Regions from separate parts of the Mus musculus genome. Here regions 1 and 3 are each linked to region 2. Evidence: chromatin contacts called from public HiChIP or PLAC-seq and Micro-C data. All regions are on one chromosome and are shown on one strand. Each heading gives the region's core, a stretch centred on a gene start, on an enhancer-like site or on the middle of the called end of the contact. The rest is flanking DNA. Distances are from core to core; before and after follow the strand shown. Region 1 has its middle 43 kb from the start of Gm33116. Region 2 has its middle 48 kb from the start of Diras2. Region 3 has its middle 110 kb from the start of Gm33116.

What was found. Hi-C and Micro-C count contacts between places; a contact is called where the count stands out from the background. HiChIP or PLAC-seq counts read pairs in DNA pulled down with a chosen protein or histone mark.
Region 1: a contact with region 2 is called in a FOXA1 HiChIP or PLAC-seq map of pancreatic cancer cells. The contact joins two enhancer-like sites. A contact is called at or near these places in 2 of 15 datasets of contacts at CTCF or cohesin (embryonic stem cells and pro-B cells), 29 of 484 Hi-C or Micro-C datasets (B cells, CD4 T cells, bone marrow-derived macrophages and 9 more), 5 of 115 datasets of contacts at active chromatin or transcription factors (acute myeloid leukemia, bone marrow-derived macrophages, embryonic basal ganglia and 2 more) and 1 of 9 other capture datasets (embryonic stem cells).
Region 3: a contact with region 2 is called in a Micro-C map of muscle stem cells, with 2.2 times the contacts expected there. The contact joins two enhancer-like sites. A contact is called at or near these places in 5 of 484 Hi-C or Micro-C datasets (cortical neurons, embryonic fibroblasts, embryonic stem cells and 1 more) and 2 of 115 datasets of contacts at active chromatin or transcription factors (acute myeloid leukemia and epiblast stem cells).

The regions. Positions count from the first base shown.
Region 1 is chr13:52,275,545-52,278,813 of GRCm38.p6, reverse strand. No RefSeq gene overlaps it. Among named protein-coding and RNA genes, the nearest start is that of Gm33116, 43 kb to the right of the region's middle. Within about 2 kb of position 1,428, at least 38 of the 459 cell types and tissues checked have an H3K27ac peak or open chromatin away from gene starts, as enhancers often do. A contact at or near this core is called in pancreatic cancer cells, where this site is marked.
Region 2 is chr13:52,480,632-52,484,200 of GRCm38.p6, reverse strand. No RefSeq gene overlaps it. Among named protein-coding and RNA genes, the nearest start is that of Diras2, 48 kb to the left of the region's middle. Within about 2 kb of position 2,205, at least 38 of the 459 cell types and tissues checked have an H3K27ac peak or open chromatin away from gene starts, as enhancers often do. A contact at or near this core is called in embryonic fibroblasts, muscle stem cells and pancreatic cancer cells, where this site is marked.
Region 3 is chr13:52,344,580-52,348,153 of GRCm38.p6, reverse strand. No RefSeq gene overlaps it. Among named protein-coding and RNA genes, the nearest start is that of Gm33116, 110 kb to the right of the region's middle. Within about 2 kb of position 2,248, at least 37 of the 459 cell types and tissues checked have an H3K27ac peak or open chromatin away from gene starts, as enhancers often do. A contact at or near this core is called in embryonic fibroblasts and muscle stem cells, where this site is marked.

The DNA.
Region 1 (3,269 bases), core at 179-2,678, 200 kb after region 2:
AGAGGTGAGGGACCACGTTGGACTCAATTTCCATAGCTGAAGAGAGAGTGAGCAGAGGTAAGAACAGGGAGGAGATGTTAGTGTGAGGTAATGTTGATAGGAGCAGGAAGCTGGGGAATGGAGTCTGGCTTTGGGCATGGTTGAGTGCAGCGCTGTCCCTGAGTGCTTCCTGGGGATATGTGGCCTGATATCTATTCACACCTCACAAGGCTCCCATGACTGATGAAAGAGAAAGTTTTCGCTAAGTTCATCTTGGTGAAGCAATGACTTTACTCAGGCTACTGAATTCAGAAACCTAGGTGAGGGGTAACTTACAGGAACACGAGTGAGGCAAGGCATCACCAGAAAGCTCACCCAGCGTGGGTAACCACTCCTTCCAGCTGCAACCCTGCAGCTCCATGCATGCCTGGCAAGCATCTCTAGAAGACTCTTCTCCCTAACAAGTGTATACTGCTTTTATAGCCTCATGGAGGGGCATTCTGAGGCAAGCAACTTCCTAAGTCCACTGAGCCTTGTATGTTTCTTTAACTTCCTGAGTCTTTCCTCTTCAGCAAGAGAATGCTTCCATTTGAAAGAGAAAACTAAGGACTTGTTATTGGATTCCGTAGATGCGATGCTGGGCAACATGAACTGAGCACTGGGAAGGAAGGAAGGAAGGAAGGAAGGAAGGAAGGGAGGGAGGGAGGGAGGGAGGGAGGGAGGGAGGGAGGGGAATTGAGGGAGGAAGGAGGGAAGGAGGAAGGAAGGAGGGGAGGAGGGAGGGAGGGAAGAAGGAAGGGAGGAAGGGAGGAAAGGAGGGAGGGAGGAAGGGAGGGAGGAAGGAGGGAAGGAGGGGAGGAGGGAGGGAGGGAGGAAAGGAGGGAGGGAGGGATGGGAAGCAAGGGAGGAAGGAGGGAGGGAGGAAGGAAGGGGGGAGGAGGGAGGGAAAAAGGAAGAAGGGAGGGGGAGGGAGGTATTTGGGGAAACTTGAATTGCATTTCTCAGACTTGACTCCACAGTAAACTCTCTTATTTCCTTTGAGGTGAAAACTACTTTCTGTACCCAAACCAGCAAGACTCTGGGCAGTGCCTAGAGAAAGAAAGAAGTCAAGGCAACCTTTGCAGGGATGTTTTGTTAATGGAAGAATTACTGCACTCTTATGCTGAAGAATCTAGTAGAGGAAGAACTTTTTGAGTTGAGATGGACATGGGACCAGGTGAGAAAGAGGCCTGAGAGCAGCGAGCATCCCATGATGCAGCCTTGTCACACTGGCCTGGGGGATGGGCAGGCCAGATCATCAGGGTGGGAAGTGGCCTCCAGGCAGAAAGGAAATGGCAAGTAGAAGGAGCTGTCCCAGTATGGATGTGATGCTGTCCCACTGTGGACACGATGCTGTCCCAGTATTGACATAACGCTTCAAGAAGTGCTTTGTCATGTGCTGGACCACAAAGTTTGGAGAAGTAACCACAGGAGGGTGTGGCTCTGGTGTTACAGTTCCCTATGTTCCTTGTACTGTTAGAACTGATGGGAATTGGGCTGATGTAACCTTTCTGGCTTTTCTATGCCTGCCCCAGCTCCCGAATAATGACACAGAGATTTATTTTTATTAACAGATGCCTAGACCTAAGTTAGGCTCATCCTCAACTAGTTCATAACTCAATTATCCCATGTATAGTCATCTAAATTCTGTGACGTTGGCTGCTTACCTCTCAACCAAATTCCTAAGTCCGGCTTCCCCTGAGTCTGAATGGCAAATCCCCACCCCTGAGTCTTTCCCAGCGTTTCTTTCTCTCTGCTGGATGTCCCAACTTACTATCCTGCCTTTTGCCATAGGCTATGGGTGGTTTTGTTTTAACCAATCAGAAGATGCCTTAGGCAGTCAAGGAAGGACAGAGACACATCTTCTTCACACAGGGTACAAAAACATCCGTCCGACAGGCTGAAGTTATTCTAGCGAGGTTAAGTAAAGGCTGGAGAGAAGCACAGGCTATGAATGGGTGTATTAAAGGGGGAGTGGCTACACAGTAGACAACCCTGTGCTTGATGAAGCTGAGGCAGGGATGCAGGGGTGAGACACTGGGTGGAAAGGGTCAGCAAGTTAGAAAGCTGGTAGCTTTGAAGATGGCAAAGGAGACAGTAAATGTGCTCTTGTGCTGTTGTTTCCAGATTTTGGTGGTTTCTGTTTATTTTATTATGTTTGTTTTGTTTTGTTTTGGAGACAGGTTTTTCACAGCCTAGCTTTGAACTCATGCATAGCCCAGGCTGACCTGACTTTGGTGGGTTGTGTGCTATGTCAGCACACACACCCATACCCCACAACACACAACCCACCATGTTAGGTCACCATGCCCAACTGAAGCATTAAGGTAGAAACACTGATCAGATGAAATAAGAAGGAGTAGAATGAAGGATCAGCAAAAGGGGGTATGAGGTCATCAGCAGAGAAGGCTGGGTTACATGAGGAGGCAGGAAAGCGGCTGTGAGGGGGCGGCAGTAGCTGAGGGAACCCACTCCCACCCTCAGCAGGAGGACACTGAAATAGCTACATGGCTCACTGCCATTGGAATCAAGTAAAGAAAAGAGACAGGGTCACACCACCTGCATAAGTGATAAAGTGAGAACCCGCACAGCAGAGGTGACCCAGCAGGCTGTCCCTAGTTGCCTCTGGATCCCCACTGAGCCTCACAGAGAGGCCTTCCGTGCAAATTAGGAACCCAGAGAACCAGCTTCCCCACCGCACCCCACCCCCCCCCCCCACACACACACACCCGTACATAAAAGGATCGCTGGACCCCTCTGCTCATGAGAATCATGGGCAATGTATATGTGCTAGAAATCGACTTCCTGAACCCACTCTGGGCTCTGGGTTGAACAAAGGTGGAGAGGTAGTGTGAGTCAGGTCTTGCACGCGGACATTTCCCTAGCACTCTGTTGCTAAGTAGACCTATATCACACAGCGCAACCCTCTGAATCGGAAAACTTGTTTTAGTGCGCCCCCTACCTGTAAGGCTTAGAAAGAGCAGTGGTGTGAAGCTGACTCTCAGGGAGCTTGACATCTGGGAAGGAATCACTTAAATTCACAAAAAAAAATCACCTTTTGTCTGGGGTCAGTGTGTGACCATGACCTAGGTGCAAAACCTGACCTTCCAGACTGTAGATAGAGGTCAGAAATGTGACAGTCACACCAGGGTGAAGTCCAAACAGGCAGGTACCAGAATGAGTTCTGAAGACACATAAAGAAGACAGACAGAAGAAAGCTACCCTGAAAACAGCTGCCCCTGGCCCACTGC
Region 2 (3,569 bases), core at 956-3,455:
TTAACTGGGCCTTTGTCACTAAGGCCAATTGCTTTATTTAACGGGATGTTCCGGTCTTGTTTCCCACATTTTGCAGGATTCCTTTTGGAGAACGGTTATTCACTTTTTTCTCCAGGGTTCCAAAGAACTAAAAAAATTTAATTTCTTTTTATTAAGACCTGGTCAAACTTTTCCAACGTTCATTACTACCCGGCTATAATCCTGTTAAGCCCAGAAAGTTAACAGGTAACTTTGTCACAGAGAGCCTTCTGAGGCCCTGTTCTGGAGCTCTGAATGGGGCCAATGATTTTGGAGGAGCGGTGCCTGCAAGGGTCACCCTGGACTTGCTCGGAATCTGTGAGTTGGGATTCATTTCCTCTTAACCTGATGAGTGGGATTTAGCTGAGTGCCAGGGAGGCAAGAGAAGCTGGGATGTCTAAAGTAGACCCTCACTCAGGAAGAAGAAATATATTCAAATCCTGTATAGTATCATACGTGCCCTCTTGGGCCAACTTGACCTAGTTCTTGTGCACCGTAGATGTCCTACATTCTTGGCACACCCAACACGCTGGGGTCTCTAATACAGCTGCAGATTTACCTACACAGCTGCATACACAGCTGTCTCACATATTCCGTACGTACCTACCCTCCTATACATTTCTTGGCCTCTGGATTTTATTTTTTGTCCCCCAAAACTCCTGTTCCAAGACAGTGCCACATGGCTAATGTTCTGGTATGCTGATAGTTCAAGCAGAAGCTGGACCCACCAAGATGGCCATTACAAATGCCAGTGTAGCTGAATCTGGGCAAACATGTCTTTAGGCTGCGCTGTCTGAGCATCGCTCCCCAGAACCATCTCTCCTATTTTTCCAGTGTAAATCATGTGCTTTCTCTTTCATGGCACCTGTTTCTTTAACAATAAGAAGTGCTTTGTCTACAGCTTTTAATGTGTATGTCCTTTTTCCTCACCAAACTGTACATTTCCCCTATTTGTCTTCTCTTCTTTCTGCTCTGAATTATCACTATAATTCTGGATAAATGCATCAAGTAGCAACCATGTTGCAGCTTGGCTACCATGCTCTCATAAAATTTCCCTTGATAAATAAGCTGGTCTGGTTGGTCTATTGCTTCTATATTTAACATCACTTAAATTTTCAGCACATGGGCATCATGTTGACAGTTTTGTTTGTTTATTTGTTTTGTTTTGTTTTGCAGGAGGGTTACATATATGAATGACAACTAGTCCAATCCCTGATTGAGTCTTTGTTCTTGTCTGAAGCCTCCTGAGTAAGCTCTATTTTTTTTCTTGCCTTTCTTTTGTTTTCTTTTCTCTGGAGTAGTATGTGTGGCATGTGTGAATGCCTGTATATATGGGATGTGTGCGTGTGGAGCCCTGAGGCTGACATCAAGTGTCTTCCTTGGTCATTCCTTGCCTTTACTCTCAGTGTTTCCATCAGCAGCTTGGCTTTCTTCTTACCACCATGTCCCTCAACCATGTTCTGATTACTGTCATCTAGGGTTGCTCTGGCTCTTGCCGCCTCCTCCTCCTCCTCCTCTTCTTCCTCCTCCTCCTCTCCCTCTTCCTCCCCACCCCTTCTCCCTCTTCCATCTACTTTTCTTTATATTCTTCTGAGTCAGTCTCATAACCCAGCCCGACCTCGAGCTTGCTGTTCATTCATCCCAGCCCCCTTAATGCTGGAATTACAAGTGTGCACTTGCACACCTAGTTCATTTTCTTGTTCTTCACTCTCATTCAATTTAAAAGAAATAATAGCCCTTGGTCTATACCTTTCCAGATGCCATAGAAAAATAGCATCAACTTGAATTGTATTCTTTCTTCATCTTAAATTGAATCTCTGCCAGTCTGGCTCCTAAATGGCTCTTGGTGGCCAGATAATACCTTTTGATATTCACTCCCATTGCGGTCTCTTTCACCTGAGTTGGTCTGGTTGGTCTCATTCAGATGGACAGACAAGGGCAGAAGTGATAGGATGCCACTTCCAGATTAGCATATAATTGGTTTTGTTCTCCCATATTCTCCCTAGGTAAGCCTGCTGTACCTTGCAGAGAGGCATCTTCGACTCAGGACCGAGGTTGTGACCCTGCAGGCTAGCTAGGTTACCCACTCTGACCAACAGCTCCACTGTATCTTCACAGGGAACCATGGGCCAGGGGGATCCTGCTGGTTCATGGCTGGATTCCTGACTCATAGAAATGAAAGGCTAACAAATGGTTGTTTAGATTGCTCAGTGTTGAGTAATTGGCTCTGTGGCAATTAGTCTTCTCTTAGTCACCAGCCATGTGTCACTGGGATGCAATAGCTGGCACAGACTGATGGTGAAGCAAAATGAAAGTTTGGCTCAGGGTTCTAGAGTTTTAAGTCCAAGATTAGGTAATTCCATTAGTCCCTTTAGGTCTTCTGGTAAAGACCATTGTCTTAGTTAGGGTTTTACTGCTGTGAACAGACATCACAGCCAAGACAATGCTTATAATGACAACATTTAATTGGGGCTGGCTTACAGGTTCAGAGGTTCAGTCCATTATCATCAAGACAGGAAGCATGCAGCACTCAGGCAGGCATTGTGCGGGAGAAACTGAGAGTTCTACATCTCCATCTGAAGGCCTCTAGGAGAAGACTGGCTCCCAAGTGGTTAGGAGGAGGGATTCATTGCCTACCCCCACAGTGACACACTTCTTCCAACAAGACCACATTTACTCCAACAAGAGAAATGCCCCCTTGTAATGTCACTCCCTAGACCAAGCATATTCACACCGCTATAACCATGTATCCAAACCACACACCGAGATAATCTCTCTGTGCTGGTTAGTCAATTGGCACAGCTAGAGTCAATGAGAAGAAAGTTTGATGAGGAATTATCAAGTTCAGGTTTGCCTGTGGGCATGTCTGTGGTGGTGGAGGATTGTCTTGACATCTGATTGATGTAGAAAGTCTCAGGCTGCTTTGGGTTGCACCAATCCCTAAGCAGTGGGGTCTAGAACAGTGTAAGAGAGAAGAAAGCTATCTGAGAGCAAGTAAAAGAGAGATGCATGCATCTCTCTTCTTTTGACCATGGACACTAAGCTTTGAGTTCTTGCCTTTAATTTCCCCCCAAAATAGTGAATATAACCCAGAATTATACCAAATAACCTTTTTCTCTCCTAAATTGTTTTTTGTTGGGGGTATTTTATCAGAGTAATGGACATCAAACTAAGGCCCTCTCTATTCCATGATCCTTAGTCACACCCACAAAGTCCCTTTACCACATGGACCAATGCATCTCCTGAATCCAGGATTAACATGTAGACCTCTTTGAGCATCATTATTCTGCCTTTTTCCAGGGCAAATTCTTGGAACCCAGCACCATAAGCTGTGTATTTGATGTCTGGTTTCCCCCTTGGACTGTGTTGTTACCAACTCATACTGGACACCGATGAGCTTCCAAATTTTCATCTATAAAACAGAGATGACATAAAAAAAAATGATTCTGTCTCTTTTCACAGGTTGACGGGACATGATAAAAAGTTTGTAGAACCTCAGTTAAAGTTCCCCCCAATGTAAATAAATACATAAAACTGTGGCACTCTGATGA
Region 3 (3,574 bases), core at 999-3,498, 140 kb after region 2:
GGGTGTCTTTATGCAGCAGTTCAAATGGACCTAAGCAATTTATGAACCTGAAAAGAAAGAGGGGTGTGCAATGGACTGGGATAATGCATAGTTGCCCCCTTGTAGACCTCGCCAAAGGCACTGTGCACTTCTAGGATTCTCATCTGATTTCTGTGCCCCTGTCCTCCTAATGAAACCACCTAATATTCCCCCACCTTTCATCTCCTTCCTGCCTGCTCTGTCCTTGTCACCATCCAGCAGGGAAATCAGCATCAGCCTCGAGGGACATCTATGCTGACAAGCTCTGGGACCTTAACTCCTCTGCCCATCTGCCTTGGCAGACCCAACAATCATCAGCATTCATGTGCCTGCCTTATGTGATTATCTAAGCCCCTCCAACTTCTTGGACTCCCGGCAGCTGCTCTCTGCCAGGCTTCTTAGCCTCTTACTCTGTGACAAGAGTCAAAGATGCTGGAGGATGCTGGAGAGATCAAAGCATTTTGCAGAAGACTGGCTCATTTAATCTTTGGTTCCTGGCTCTTGAAGCTCTCCTACTTAGTCTTGGTGAGGTTACAGGTCTACTACCGACTTCCTTGTTCTCTGGTGGATTGATTCTTTGCAAGGTTGATAGGCTAGAAATACATGGCTTTCTGTAGATGAAAGTGATATTTTATAAAAATGTAACAAATTCTGTTATCTCACTGCGCTGCTCTGGATCCGTGTTGAATTTGAGACTGCATCACACAAATGCCACAGCATCACAATGACAGCTGGCGCTTTCACTTTGCCTAATTTTGGTGACACTTCAGCACATTAGGTCAAACTACATCTCTTAAATGAGAGCACTCTCTGGGTGCCTGGGAGCCTTGTTCCACATTGCAATAAAGTTTGATTAAAGCATCCTTCATGTAAGGGACTTGAATTTCTTCTGTGCAACAATATGTGATATGTATATAAAAAGATAAAGAGATATAAGATATGTTCTATGGGGGTATGGTAAGGTATGGGGGAAGGGGGTGTCTCAGAGGGTCCATGCTGTGGCATCCCTTCCCCCTGAGGGACCAGCCACGCAATGGATTGTATAGTATAGACTAGAGTTTATTCAGGGCATGGGGAGGGGAGTTAAGAGGGTAGTAGAGTCAGAGAAAGGCAGAGAGAGAGGGGTGGGGAAGGGAAGGGAAGGGAAGGGAAGGGAAGGGAAGGGAAGGGAAGGGAAGGGAAGGGAAGGGAAGGGAAGGGAAAGGGAAAGGGAAAGGGAAGGGAAGGGAAGGGAAGGGAAAGGAAGGGAAGGGAAAGGAAAGGAAGGGAGAGGATGGGAAGGGAAAGGAAAGGAAGGGAGAGGATGGGAAAGGGAGGAGGGAAGGGAAGAGCCCAAGAGAGCAAGAGAGATGCAGGAGGGAAGCAAGAGTAAGAGAGCAAGAGAGAGAGGAGGGGGCAAGCAGTCCCTTTTATAGTGGGCCAGGCCTCCTTGGCTATACCAGGTAATTGTGGGGTGGAGTTTAGACAGAATGCTAACAGTATGCAGGGTGATAATTTCATGTGTGTGTGTGTGTGTGTGTATGTATGTATGTGTACATGTAAGTTTGCGTACATGTGGTTACCATCAGAGAAGAAGAGAGCATTCTGGAGCCTGGATCTAGAGTGATAGATGACAGTGAGCCGTCCAACAGGAATGCTGGAAACCGAAATTAGATCCTCTGAAAGAGCTGCAAGTGCTCTTGACTATTGAGCCAGCTCACAGCCCCAAAGGCTAGGAATCTCTAAACACGCCCTCCACATACATCTACAGACCTGCACACATGTGCCCACGAAATTGCAACTTAACCACTAGCAGTGATTTTTTTTTTAATGTGAGGAAGTTTGTTACTATCGTCCTTTTTGAATAACATATTCAATCACCATATTTAAGCAAAATTTAAAGGTTGATTTTGCTATGCCATCTGTCCATACAGCTCTGAATAAGCCTAGTTGTTTGGCGAATCTTTAAATACAGATTACTTTAAATGTAGAGCCTCTCTTAGGGCTCACTCATTTTTCTGGGGTTTCCACCCACATGAATTTTCTTATCCTATTCTAGAGAGCAAGGCACACAATTTGCCTCCCGTGGTGTGATCGTCTCTTTCCTACACTTTTCTTCACCCAGGTGGAGGGCCCAGCCTGAAGCTGGTTTTATCCATTATGTTGCACCCTCTCTCCCAAACACTTCGCTTCACAAAACCTTTTAAAGAGCTGTCCAGCACGGCCAGGGAGATGGCAACATCCGGTCCTCAAGCTGAGTCAAGAATGACTGGCCAAGAAAATCTTGGCAGTACCATGGTGAGAGCGACCACAGAGTCCTCTTGCCCAAGAAAAAGCCTCCAAGCAAAGTTAATCGTTTCCTTGCTTGTAGCAGGGGCCGAGTGTTTAGACAACACAATGGGAGGGGCTTCCAAGTCATCTGACTGGAGTTAACGGAGTGATGCAGAGACAAGAAGTGTAATGCCTTGCTTCCAAAGACTTGAGTTGGGAGGGGGGAAAAAGACCTTTTGGCGACTTAAGAAACACTGGGCTAAGAATAGCATTTTTATCCAACCTAAGAGAAGTTAAAACAGCTCCAAGGAAGCAGATAATAGCAGCTGCTGCCTGGAACAGTGAATGAGCTCGAGCTCTGACGAACGCCTCTGCATGCGTTAGGAGCACAGAGATCTTAGGAAACACAAGGTGTTTAAAGACCAGGCTAGATCCTCCTAAGATAAGAGGGGAACCGTCTCCAATAGAGCCCACCTTATTTGCCACAGATCCCCTGTGGGAGGGTCCATCAAAGAACCACATCGGCATCATGAAAAACCGTATAGTCTAAGTGACTGTGCCTTCCAGTGCGACAGGATAACTAACAATTGCTCCTCTGTCCCTCACCAGCATGGCTTCCGGTGGGAAGGAAGAGTCTCTGTCACCTTCAGCATCACAGCATAGAATAATGAATGGTGACATGAACAGGTAGCCACTGAAATCTTTGCAGATACTATTCAATGTGCCTGTCAGAGCACCAGCGAGCCATAGTAAAATACACAACCACCAGTTGGTCATTCTGGCCAATGCCAAGTTATTTTGGTGAGTCATAGTGGTGATGTCATTTAAACATTCCAAGCCCCTGTTCACAATGAAGGTAGCCAGAGGAGAAGTGCTCATTGGTGAGCATTCTGCCAAATATCAGAACATGCAACAGGAAGCCACCATAGGAACCAGGCTGGCTACCTGAACCCAAAGCATTGAGTGTAGAAGGCTCTGCTGCTTGGAAACGCATGTGCACGCACACACACTCTCACACACACACAGACACACACACACAGACACAGACAGAAGGTGGAACATTTAAGTGACATTGGTTGGTCTTTTGGGGTTCAAGAACGCTTCCTGGCACAACATTACCAAATAAACAGCTACATGAGTTTCAGCCGAGCAGGGTTGGGACACTGATCTGCAGGTTTCAGGTGCTCTCTGATGGCATCCTTAGCTTTTGGATTAGTGAAATCTAGATCTGCTAAAGATGCCTAGATCTGCTAAAGATGTGTTGTAAGGTCTTGATAGTTACAAGGGTATTAGTCACACATGGTGT